Linked DNA regions of Triticum aestivum: region 2 is linked to region 1. A link is a contact called in public Hi-C data. All regions are on one chromosome and are shown on one strand. Each heading gives the region's core, a stretch centred on a gene start, on an enhancer-like site or on the middle of the called end of the contact. The rest is flanking DNA. Distances are from core to core; before and after follow the strand shown.

Region 1 (5,463 bases), core at 1,349-3,848:
TCTTTCACTTTTATGTGTTTTTTTCCTGATAACACATCTTACTCTCTGAACACAATTCTCATAGGACTGTTGATGCTTTTCTGTTGTTAGAATTTCATGCTTTCTTTGTCGGCAACTGATGATGCAGTGCTATGATGTAGCTTTGTGTCTTCTAAATTATTTTTTACTCTCAAATAATTTACTAGACAACGGAAGAGCTAAATGCGTACTTTTGTGTAGACTTACCTCCATTCAGAGAGATGCTGCAACTGGTGATACATCTGTGCGAAGCCAGATCCAGAATGAGTCGACAGAGTTGGGAGTAGCAATACAACATCTGGGGGCTATGCTTTTTGAGCTTGGATGGACAATGATGATGCTTAGAATGGGGCCATCTCCTGTATGCATTTTTATACTATGTCACTATCACACAAGTGATTCACAAGGTTTAAGTATTTTGATAGCTTTTTTATTTTGAAGGCTAATGCTTTTGTAAATGTTGGGCATGCTGTTTATACAAACCCCACTGGACCAAGTCCAATCATGGTTCAGGCTACCTGTATAGCTTTGCTTTCCTATCATGAACAACCGACGACTTTGTTTTGGGCTATCATGCTAGCATGCCCTGTAACATATATCACTATGTATTAACATGCTACCTAAGTATCTATTTCTTTATACTTTAAGGATCTTATTATCAGTCCTTAAACAAATCTTACGTGCATGATTTGAATGCTTGGTTTGCTGTCGCCCTTTGCACCATCGGCGCAACGGGTGGTTAGCTGCTTTTTTATGTGTGAGAATGTGAGGAATGTTTCTATATGTGCCCACATTTATTTGGTGTGCCTGCTATGTTTCACTTTCACTCTCTTTGTTGAATAAATTGAGAAATTCTTGATTCTTTTCATCTTATTTCTTTACATGAAGGATCCAGATTAAAATCTAATGTGTTATTATTGTTGGCTTAGTTTACACAAATGCATTTTAGATCACCTACTTCTCAGTTCATGCATTTTGGATCCAGAGCCTCCGTTAGGTTTTTGGATGTGCTCTCTTAGGTACATTTTCTTTTCTCTTTCTTTCCTTCCTCTTGGACTGTTATTCTCTGTCTGTATATATTTGCTTCGATTGAAATAAAGGACCATGGGGCTTTTGCTCCACGGTGGATAGTGGAAAAAAAGTAATAGGTATTTGATTTAAACTGCTTGAAGTTAACAAGGACCAAGTAACATACTATGTGCTTGCTCTGTTTGGTCGTGGCATATGAATCTGATTGGATCATCGCAGTTGAATAATTAGAAACCTTGGGAAGGACTATGATGTGTGTTTCTGTTTTAGTTATAGAGACTTGGTCTCGTGTGATGCCTCATAAGGTCGAGGCATGTGTTACAGAGGCTAGGAAGATCATTTTGCTGTTGTTTATTAGATTTTTTGGATAATGCAAAAACACCTATGTACTAATAACCTATATACTGATGTTATACTAACAATAGTTTCCTTCTTTTCCATTGCAGTAAGTAGAAGTTATATTTTTTTCCTGACTATTCCTTTCTTTTCCTAGGCCAACGATTTGCTTTCTGCTCGGATTACACTGCCTGCAGCCTCCTAATTGTAGACTCAACTATCTTGACCTATCGATGATCTAATTTGTGGCATTATTACCTTAAGAAAATATTTGCATTTAATTTTCTGTATATACAGGGGTATAAGTTCTTACCAAATGTACTTAAATATACAGTTATTGAAAAAATGCAAATATTTTCAACACGAACATGCTTTTAAACGGGTCTTTGCGCCATTTGGCGCAACTGGTCATCTAGTATTTCGAAAAAAAACCCAGAGGATGAGCGCGATTTAGCTAAAAAGCGCACGTGCGGGATTTGGCGGGCGCTCACCATGTTGGCTCGGCCCATGACGAGGAAGCAGGCTGAGGGAGGCCCGATGCGGACGGGTGGGTCTGCTGGGCCGCGGGCGAGGCCCACCTGGCGGCACGGTCAACGACGCAGAGGGTTGAGTGGGGCGTGCTCCTCCTCGAAGCAGGACAACGGCGGCGTCCGGCGAGGGCGACACGACGCTGGCAACGGGGAGAGGTCGGCGGGTTCGGGAGCAGGCGGATCTGGCCACGGGAGGTCGGCGGGGCTCCGTTCTCGGCCGGATCCAACCAGAGGCGGAGACGGGCATCCATGGCGGCGCGGTCGGGGAAGACCAAGGCGGTGGCGGCGGTTCCCTGCGAGGACGGGAGGAAGCAAGACCTTGAGTGAGAGGGAGATGGAAGGCGAGGCAGAGGAGGGAAGGAGGAGCAGGGGCGACCGAGCACCCATCTACGGCGAGTTCCGGTCACTGGCGGCGGGGCTCTGGATCGGGAGCTCCTCTCCCGATCTGGAACTCGGGAGCGAGGCATCATGCGGGCAGCGACGCGGTCGGGCCCCGATGGGCTTGCACGGGCCGCGGCGAAGGGAGAGGCAGGGAGGCCACGTGGCAGCACCCGGTTGGAGGAGGGCGGCGGCTGCGGCGTTGCTGGCCGCTCAGGCAGCACCAAGTGTCAGAGGCGGGGTGGATCGGCGTGGATTCCGAGGAGGAAGGCGTATGGAGGTTAGGGGGAACTAGGGTTAGGCTAGGGACGCCCAAAATGGCAAGGGGAGGGGGTTTAAATAGGAAAAGGGGGCTAGGGCCGGGGGTTTTAGTCCGTTTTCGGACCGTACGATCGCCATCGGACGGTCCGGAGCGGAGGGGTAGTGTAGGGGGGCTAGATGGGCTGTGAAGAGGGGTTGGGCTGAGGGGAGAGAGATGAATTGCAGCCCGACAATGGTTTTCGGAGACCGAAAACATCCGACGTTTATACTGGCTATATTGCGGCTGTATGTTTAACGGTTGGGCTATCAAACGGATTCCGAATGTGACGAAATTTGACTGGCGGTCTACATGCACTATAATAAGACCGCACGCCAACTTCCACCCCATTCAGAGAATATTTTTCAGCCACTTATAAAATAATATTTCAGAGCTGCCGCGGGCGCGTGCGTGTGTGTTTGGACTCCGAACGGACAACGGAGAGAACTGGGAGGACCCGAATGGATGCAAGTTTTGAAAAACATGTAGATGAAATGCACATGATGACATGGCAAGATGCAACACGCAAGAGAATGACATGGGAACGACGGCGAAAACTGGATGACACCTGGCGCATCGGTCTCGAGGCATTACAACTCTCCTCCACTAACAGAGGATCTCGTCCCGAGATCTTAGGAACGAGACGGAAGACAAAGAGGATGAGGTGAAGCAAGAGCTCAAAGAGAGAAGATGAACAAGGTCGAGATCACTCGGGTAGAGAAGAGGAACAACGATTATGACGAGAATCAAAATCTCAAGGATTAAGATAGACTCTGAAACCACTCCGGTTAGACAAGGTAGAAAAATAATAAGAACGGAAGAATTTCGGCCTCACTCCGAAAGATTTGAAATAGTGAAATGAAAAGAATGGATAAGAGAAGAACAACTTCCACCACGAATGAATTTGATGGCATCTTAGAAGGAAGGATTGAATGGAGTTGTTGAGAAAATCAACAACAAAAGAATAAGCTTGTTGTGGACTTATGGAAAAACATCTCAAAACTTGAGGTGAAATTATGCCACAACCAAATGCTTGAGTAGCTGAGAAGAAGGAAGAAATGCAAAACTCCACTTCAAAAGAATACGGAGAATTAATTGCACTTCGAGACGCGAGAAGAAAAGATACTTGGACTCCTCCAACAAGAATCTTGATGAACATTTGAAGAATGAATTAAATCCTGATGAACCACCATGACAAACTCCGGTAACAAAAGGATGCTGAGAAAGGAACAAAGGATGAAAAGAATAGGATTAAAGCCTTGCAGTGATTTAGATGGAGGTTCCGACGAGATGGCCGAGGAAACTTGAACTCTGGAAAAGAAAACACGAAAACACGAAAACACTTGGGACTAGAATTTATTCATCATGAACAAACTGCGAAGGAAGGGATTAATCACTTCGAGAAAAGAATAAGATTTATTGTATGCTTATCCTTCATGAAATTAAATTTATGACAAGCAATGGATTTTGCATACTACTTATTCTTATTGGAAAAGGATTAAGGGGGATATGGCACAACCTTGAGGAAGGTCTTCAACGAACCACGAGTAGGATTGGAAAGAATGAATGAATTGATATGACAACAAAGGAAGAGGAATGCTGAACAAACCGCCGTAAGAATTTGGAAAAGAATGAAGAAAATAGGATAAATCATCGGGAAGAATTAGAAGAACAAATATGCTTGAGGGAATACAGAAACCAAAGAACGAAGAGATCACGAGTTGACTAAAGACTACCTGATCAAAGCACCAGAAGAATTGGAGAACGAGAACTGAAAGTTGAGAGTGAAGAATTCTTCTGAAATGGTGGCCTCCGGATGATCGAGAGGGAACTCCTGAAATGCTCCGGATGGGTATGAAAAGAATTGCATGATTGGAAAAAATTTGAGAGGATAGCAAGAAACTAGAACCATGAATCTTCGGGAGAACAGATAAGATTCAGAGGAAAACTCTTCTTCGGTCTTCAAATGTAGAGAATGACGACGAGAAACACCACCAAATTGTTGCGACACTCCGGAAGAATGAAAAGAGTAAAGGTTGATCAAAAAATGAAAATGATTTGAAAGCGATCTTGGAGAAGGCATATGACTGATGGAATCCATTCTTACATCACATTTTGAAAAGAATTTGAGAATAACTCCGGAAGAATTAGAAGTCAGGTAAGATCCTGGGAAAAGACCTGTGGGTTAGGGCCCACTGAAAAGAAATACCGTTGGAAGGGATTGTTGAATGAGAACTGATGCACTGAAACAATAGAAAGACTCGAATGAGGTGACAACCTCGAATTAATTGAAGGCAAACATGAATCTTCTGAGATGTCTTGAGCACTCTGGAAGGATAAACTGGCATGAGGCGAACGAGCAAGGGGAAACATTTGAGCCGAGGGAAAGAATATGATCAACACTGAATACTTGAATTAAGTCCACTGGAAAAGAAAACAAGACGAATCAATGATGAACTTGACTTGAATTCACTGGTTGAATGACTGAGGAAAGACTGAAGAGGCTCCGCACGAATGAAATTGATGCTCGAATAGACATGTAGACTTCGGAAGAAAAGGGGTGGGAGGGCGGGAAGAACAAAGGCAAGTTGTGAAAGTGCGTTATGTCGACTAGAGGGGGGGTGAATAGACGATTTTTATGAATTCTTCACTGAGGAATTTCAGGGTGAGGAAATTCCTAAGCAAAGAACTACTTGTAGCGGAATAAGTACTCATGTATAAGCATAACAGAGCAACAACATAGTCATCATGATGAAATGAAAGACAAACGCAGAGTACAGAAAGCATAAACACAGGATAAGCAGGATGAAGACAAACTGACTGAAGAAATAGGATTGAGGAATTAGAGAGAGTCTTCAGTCAAAGTCTTCAAAT
Region 2 (5,463 bases), core at 967-3,466, 380 kb after region 1:
AGCACATGCTCGGCGGACCCTCGCTCAAGGTGGATCCCCACACCGGCGCCGTCGCTGAAGGGGTGCTCACCTTCGTCATCACCTTTGCCGTCCTCTGCATCATCGTCAAGGGACCCCGCAACCCCATCGTCAAGACAGCGATGCTCTCAGTCTCCACCGTCAGCCTCGTCCTCACCGGCGCCGCGTACACCGGCCCCTCCATGAACCCTGCCAACGTACGCTACTCTCACTCACTTGCTCCTTTTTTCTTTCCTTTCATTTGACTGCCAATCTTATCCATGTAACTGCAACCCCGGATACTGAACTGAGCTCAATTCGAATGGCCAGGCTGATTTTTTTTCTTTTTAATATATTGACGGACTACTGACTGGTTTAGTGAAGCAAATGTCTCCATTTTGGCATGTCAAATCCTATATAGTTCTGAACGCATAATTATTCTGCTTATTGGGAACACGATCATGCAAACAGTAGGCCCTTCCAGTTAACCAACTTGGATGCTTTGTAGGCAACTGTAATCTAGTAATCTGTACATTACCGAGCCATAAATAACTGGATGGGGGTTGGAAATGATAATACCGTTATATAGTGTTGGAAATTTAGGGAGGGGTAAATGAGACAAATATGCAAGGAACATCCACTGGATACATCACTAGTGATATTCTGAAGACTCGTTTGTAGACCTAAAACGATCAATGAATTTTTATTTATTTTTGACCCCATTCATGGAATGAACACACTGGACACGTCACTAGTGATATTCTTGAGACTCGTTTGAAGCAAGTCGTCATTTCCATGTTACTCCCTCGCTCTTATATTATGGGACCGAGGGAGTAGAAGAGAAATGTTCAGTAGTTAATGTTCACTGGATTGCATTTTACTGGTAACAGGAACAAGTCTTTATGATGCCATGGGGAAGTTTGCTATTGTGTGCTTCTTTCAATTTGTTACTCAGGGAAAAGTTATCTTATGCACCTCCAAGACTTGGCAGATGTCAGATCTTAACAGTGGACTGGACGATGCTTTAGTACTGAAATATATTTATGCTGCTATATGCCATTGCTCATCTAACAGACTAATATATATAATCTGATGTGATTAGTTAAGTTGATGCTCACTTGGAATTCTTCACATGGTTTCCTGTTAACTGATTCCGTCGAACTACCATGTACAGGCCTTTGGTTGGGCGTATGTTAACAATCTGCACAACACCTGGGAGCAGCTGTACGTGTACTGGATATGCCCCTTCATCGGTGCCATTCTCGCTGCGTGGACCTTCAGGGCCGTGTTCCCGCCACCGGCCCCTAAGCCCAAGACCAAGAAAGCATGATGAACTCAAGCACAAACTTTGACTTAGCAATTGGGGGACCTGAAGAAGGGAACATGGTTTGCTAGGGAATAATTTGGAAGGCCTGTATTTAATCCCCTCAACATTACATCGATGTTTAACTTAAAAGTGATAATTTATCAGTCATTCATGTTTACCATGTGCTTTATATTTATCTTTTTTTAGAGTTTGTAAAATTGATTTTATAGAGCGGTTATTAGATAAAGAGGTGATAGGCGGGAAATAATTCATGCAAATGCTGAGCTTGGTTTATTTTGAGGACCTTTTTTCTCTAGAGGCGGACCTGAGTTGGATCATGATTCATGACAAGGAAGTGAACCTGCCATGCCTCTCAAAACTCGAAAGCGATCGTTGCTGATGATTTGGCATACTCTATTTACCCAAAAGACAATTTTTGCTTTTGTTTTGCTGTCAAATTGAGCTCCGCGTATCCTGATTTGCTTTACAATTCAACTTTATTGTTCTGGTCACCGCAAAAGAAAAGAAAAAATTCATTGTTTTGGGTCCAAGGTGTAGAAGCATTGATGGAAAAGAAGGCGAAAAACATCAAATTTGATAATTCCAAATCCTCTAAAATCGTGAGCAAGAACAAACATGGAGAAATTCCGTCTGACGGAATGGAACCTTTTTGAGGGAATATTTGGAAATCTTGGGCTATGACTTGGCAAAAAGAAATTTTGATAATTTCTTCAGCATGGGGAATATCTAAAAAGCAATGAAACCGGTACTGGTTTTATTCAACCGGTAAACCCAAGTCAATGTTTTGTTCTTGTTTATTTATTGGCTCTCTGAACGAAGGTCTGGTCTCCTGCTGCAAGTCTAGTCTACTCTCCTCTGTTTTTTCTTTTCCAGCAGCGAGCGGGTTGGGCAGACCCCACCGTCACATCACATCACACTTCACTCTTTTCCTTCCTTTACTCTTCGCTACGCTCCATGGGCTAGAATCTCTCTCTCTCTCTGCCATCATCACACTTGACATTTTGACAAGAGAGAAGAGAAGCAGCAGAGAGCTAGAGCTAGAAGACGGAGGAGGAGGAATCCATGGGGAACATCCTGAAGTGCTTCAGGGGAGACGACGAAGAAGAAGAAGACCACTACCCCTACTACCGTCCAGGCTCCAGGCCCCACTACCCCCAGCAGCAGCAGCAAGCTGATGGCCATGGCGTCGCCTCCCTGGCGCACGACCTCCTCAACTTTGAGAGCGCGTCCATGGTAACTGGAACCCTACCCACCACTCTCCGTGTTCATCTTGTTCATGCAAATGCCTTGTCAAGTCAGATTAAGTCTCCCTCGCCACTCAAGTACAGTACTATGTGTTTCAGCTTTCAGCTTTCAGCTTGAACTTTACTGTATTACAAGTCTTCATGCAATGGTCACAGATTATGCAGATTCATAACGATGAGGATACATTTCTTTTCTTTTCATTGGCGTGCTTTTTCTGTGCATGTGTAAATTGGGATGAGAATCACCTTTTCTGTCTAGTTTTCTAGTACGATTTGAAGCTTCTTCCTTCATAGAAATGGGATGAAGATAAACATCTGCACTCCTAGAATCAAAGGTTAAAGCCATAATGGCAACCTTTTCTATGTGGTTTACCCACTTCATACAAATTTCACAAACCAACTTATTTTGTGTCCAACTTTTGGATGAACATGTTCATTAATAATATCGAAATTTAAGCATGCCACATTGCGGCAACTAGCATTTGTATGAAAACTTGCAGATGCTTCACAACTGATAACACATACGACAAGTTTAATCATCCCTTTTGCTCCAATTTATGCCACTTGTTTTCCTATGACGCGACATGTGTGAAGACTAATTTGTTTGTCATATTATTAGGTTCCTGAAGGGCTCAGGCAGCATGTTACGGCGTCCAAGAAAGCACAGATTAAATGGTACGCAGCAGCTCCAAAAGGCCCTCACACTTGATAGTATTTTCCCTCAATTATTAATACATTTGCTTATACCTCTTGTCCATCGAGTTATTGATAGCAAAGTTTGTCTGGTTCCTCTAGGCTGGTATATATTTAAGGCCTATGGCTGTTAACAAAATCAGAAGGACACGCACTGACTTGGATTTTAAGCTGGGTCGTTCTCAGAATGAAAATAAATTGCTTCATAGGACCTACCAAATGCCTTTTTGACTTCTCTTACAAATATAGGGTGATCCATACCTATCTACACATGTGATTTGTAATGATGAGATAGACAAAGCAGAACAAATTACAAGCAGATTGGTGTCTTGGTGAGGTCTACCCAGTTTTCAGCATTGAGAAATCCAAAAGTTTCTTATTAAATCAGCGACAATTAATATGAATAGGAGGGAGTGACTTATTTTCCCCTTTATATGGGTGTAGTTTTGTGAGATTACTCAGACGACTGAGGACGAATTGTTGATAAATTATGATTAGATAAGTGGAAGGGGACATGCAAACTTCATTTTGTCCTTTTTATTCACTGATAACTTTATAAAGTTGTTCTTACTTTGTCCTTAGAAGGTGCGCCGTACGGAGAACACTGTCAATAAGTGATAGTTTGCCACAAAGAAGAATTAGAATAAGGAGGCATTGAAAAAATGTCGAGGAGAGCAAGAAGGGTAGTAGTAATTACCAGAACCTATTAGAAACAGTTAGAATAGTGGTACTAACTTGGATATCCACTGAATAGAACTAATGCAATCTTTTAATCTGCACGAGAACAGGTACCAGAATATGTTGGAGGCATATAAGAATGCGAGAACCCCACCGAGAACACCGGAAGAGGCTGCACAACTAGTTGTATCAGCCCTAAACTGGATCCAGAGTGCTGATTTGGAGGTAACTTGTTTCTTCCTTTTTTTAGATCCTACATAGTTCAGGCGAGCATTGGAATAATGCACTGACTAATACGGACTTGTATGTTTGGACTGTGGAATCTGTAAGCGCAAGTTTGCAAAAAATGTTAAAACTTAAGGTTTACGTTTTTATGCTACTAGTATTTTTTTTTTCTTATAGGAACCAAAACCATAAACCCAGGAAACCCACTGATGTTCGCATTAATATTTGGTTGTTACACATGACTATATATGTTCAGCATTAATATTTTGTTGTTACACATGACTATATATGTTCAACTCAGTCCTCCAGAAACATTTTTTTTCCTAAGGGTATCCTCGAATTCTACAACTTCCCCATCCCATCACTACCTGCAGCATCCTCAAACCACCGTCCATCCTCGCTGCCAGAGGGCGTGCAGTTTGTCTTGAATACTTTGCCGGTCAGATGTGATCATTTATTCTGAAATAGGCTTATCACCAGCATAAAAGTATTGAAAGACTGGTTATGCCGGTCAGCATAAAAGTATTCTCACAGGTCACTGTCTCACTGCTGTTCTCAGGTTAATAACCAAAACATTGGAGATGGCGATGGCTTTACCGCTTATGTTGCCACAACCGATCCGAGGGAGTCTGGCAATGTTCCTATAGAAGTACATGAGATGGTGATTGCGAGGACTGAAGCACGCAATCGTAGGGATTACAAGAGTGCCGATGCACTTCAAAGTAGCCTTAAAGAAGCTGGATACAAGTATTAAAACTGAACCATTAAAGATTTCCGTTCTTAATATCATACTCCAAAAGTAATTTTTTCATAAATGAACACACCATGTTTTTCTTTTCAATATTTAGATTCACTTATACTGGATTCCAAAAGTATTAAAATACTAGATTTTTTTTTGTTTGAACTAAGACACATTCTGAATCCACTTTGTCCATTCAAACTAGTACTAGAATGGTTTTACTACATTATTTGAAGTTTTTCTGTTGTAAAACAGCACGGATACCTATTTTACTACAACAAAAAATTAGCGCAGTCACTGAAAATAAGAAGAAACATATTTATTGTATAATATTTTAAAACCTTCCTGTGATCATTCAATTGGCACTTGTGTGCCAATAGTCTGGAACACAACAGGCTTGTGTCAGTTTTATTTGGCGCTTGCTTTGATCTAATCGTGTGAACGCGCATTCACTTGCTTTACTTTGGAATGGCATGAAAGCATAACTTAGTACTAATATTTTTTATGAACAGGATAATCATCTGTTCAGACGAAGAGATCCTAGCAAGGAAATACCGAAT

The links. A called contact is a pair of places that touch in the nucleus more often than the background predicts.
Region 2: a Hi-C map of leaf shows a contact between it and region 1, with 6 times the contacts expected there. The contact joins the promoter of LOC123091716 here to the promoter of LOC123091714 in region 1. A contact is called at or near these places in 2 of 5 Hi-C or Micro-C datasets (both in leaf).

The regions. Positions count from the first base shown.
Region 1 is chr4B:184,365,426-184,370,888 of IWGSC CS RefSeq v2.1, forward strand. It overlaps LOC123091714, which reads right to left and starts at 2,599. Exons shown (of 4, transcript XR_006443436.1): 1 at 1,875-2,599; 2 at 1-377.
Region 2 is chr4B:184,748,863-184,754,325 of IWGSC CS RefSeq v2.1, forward strand. It overlaps LOC123091716 (probable staphylococcal-like nuclease CAN2), which reads left to right and starts at 2,217. Exons shown (of 9, transcript XM_044513320.1): 1 at 2,217-2,557; 2 at 3,188-3,243; 3 at 4,050-4,164; 4 at 4,493-4,603; 5 at 4,724-4,911; 6 at 5,416-5,463. The coding sequence starts at 2,387. LOC123091719 (aquaporin SIP1-1) reads left to right here. Exons shown (of 3, transcript XM_044513323.1): 2 at 1-215; 3 at 1,172-1,481. The coding sequence ends at 1,327.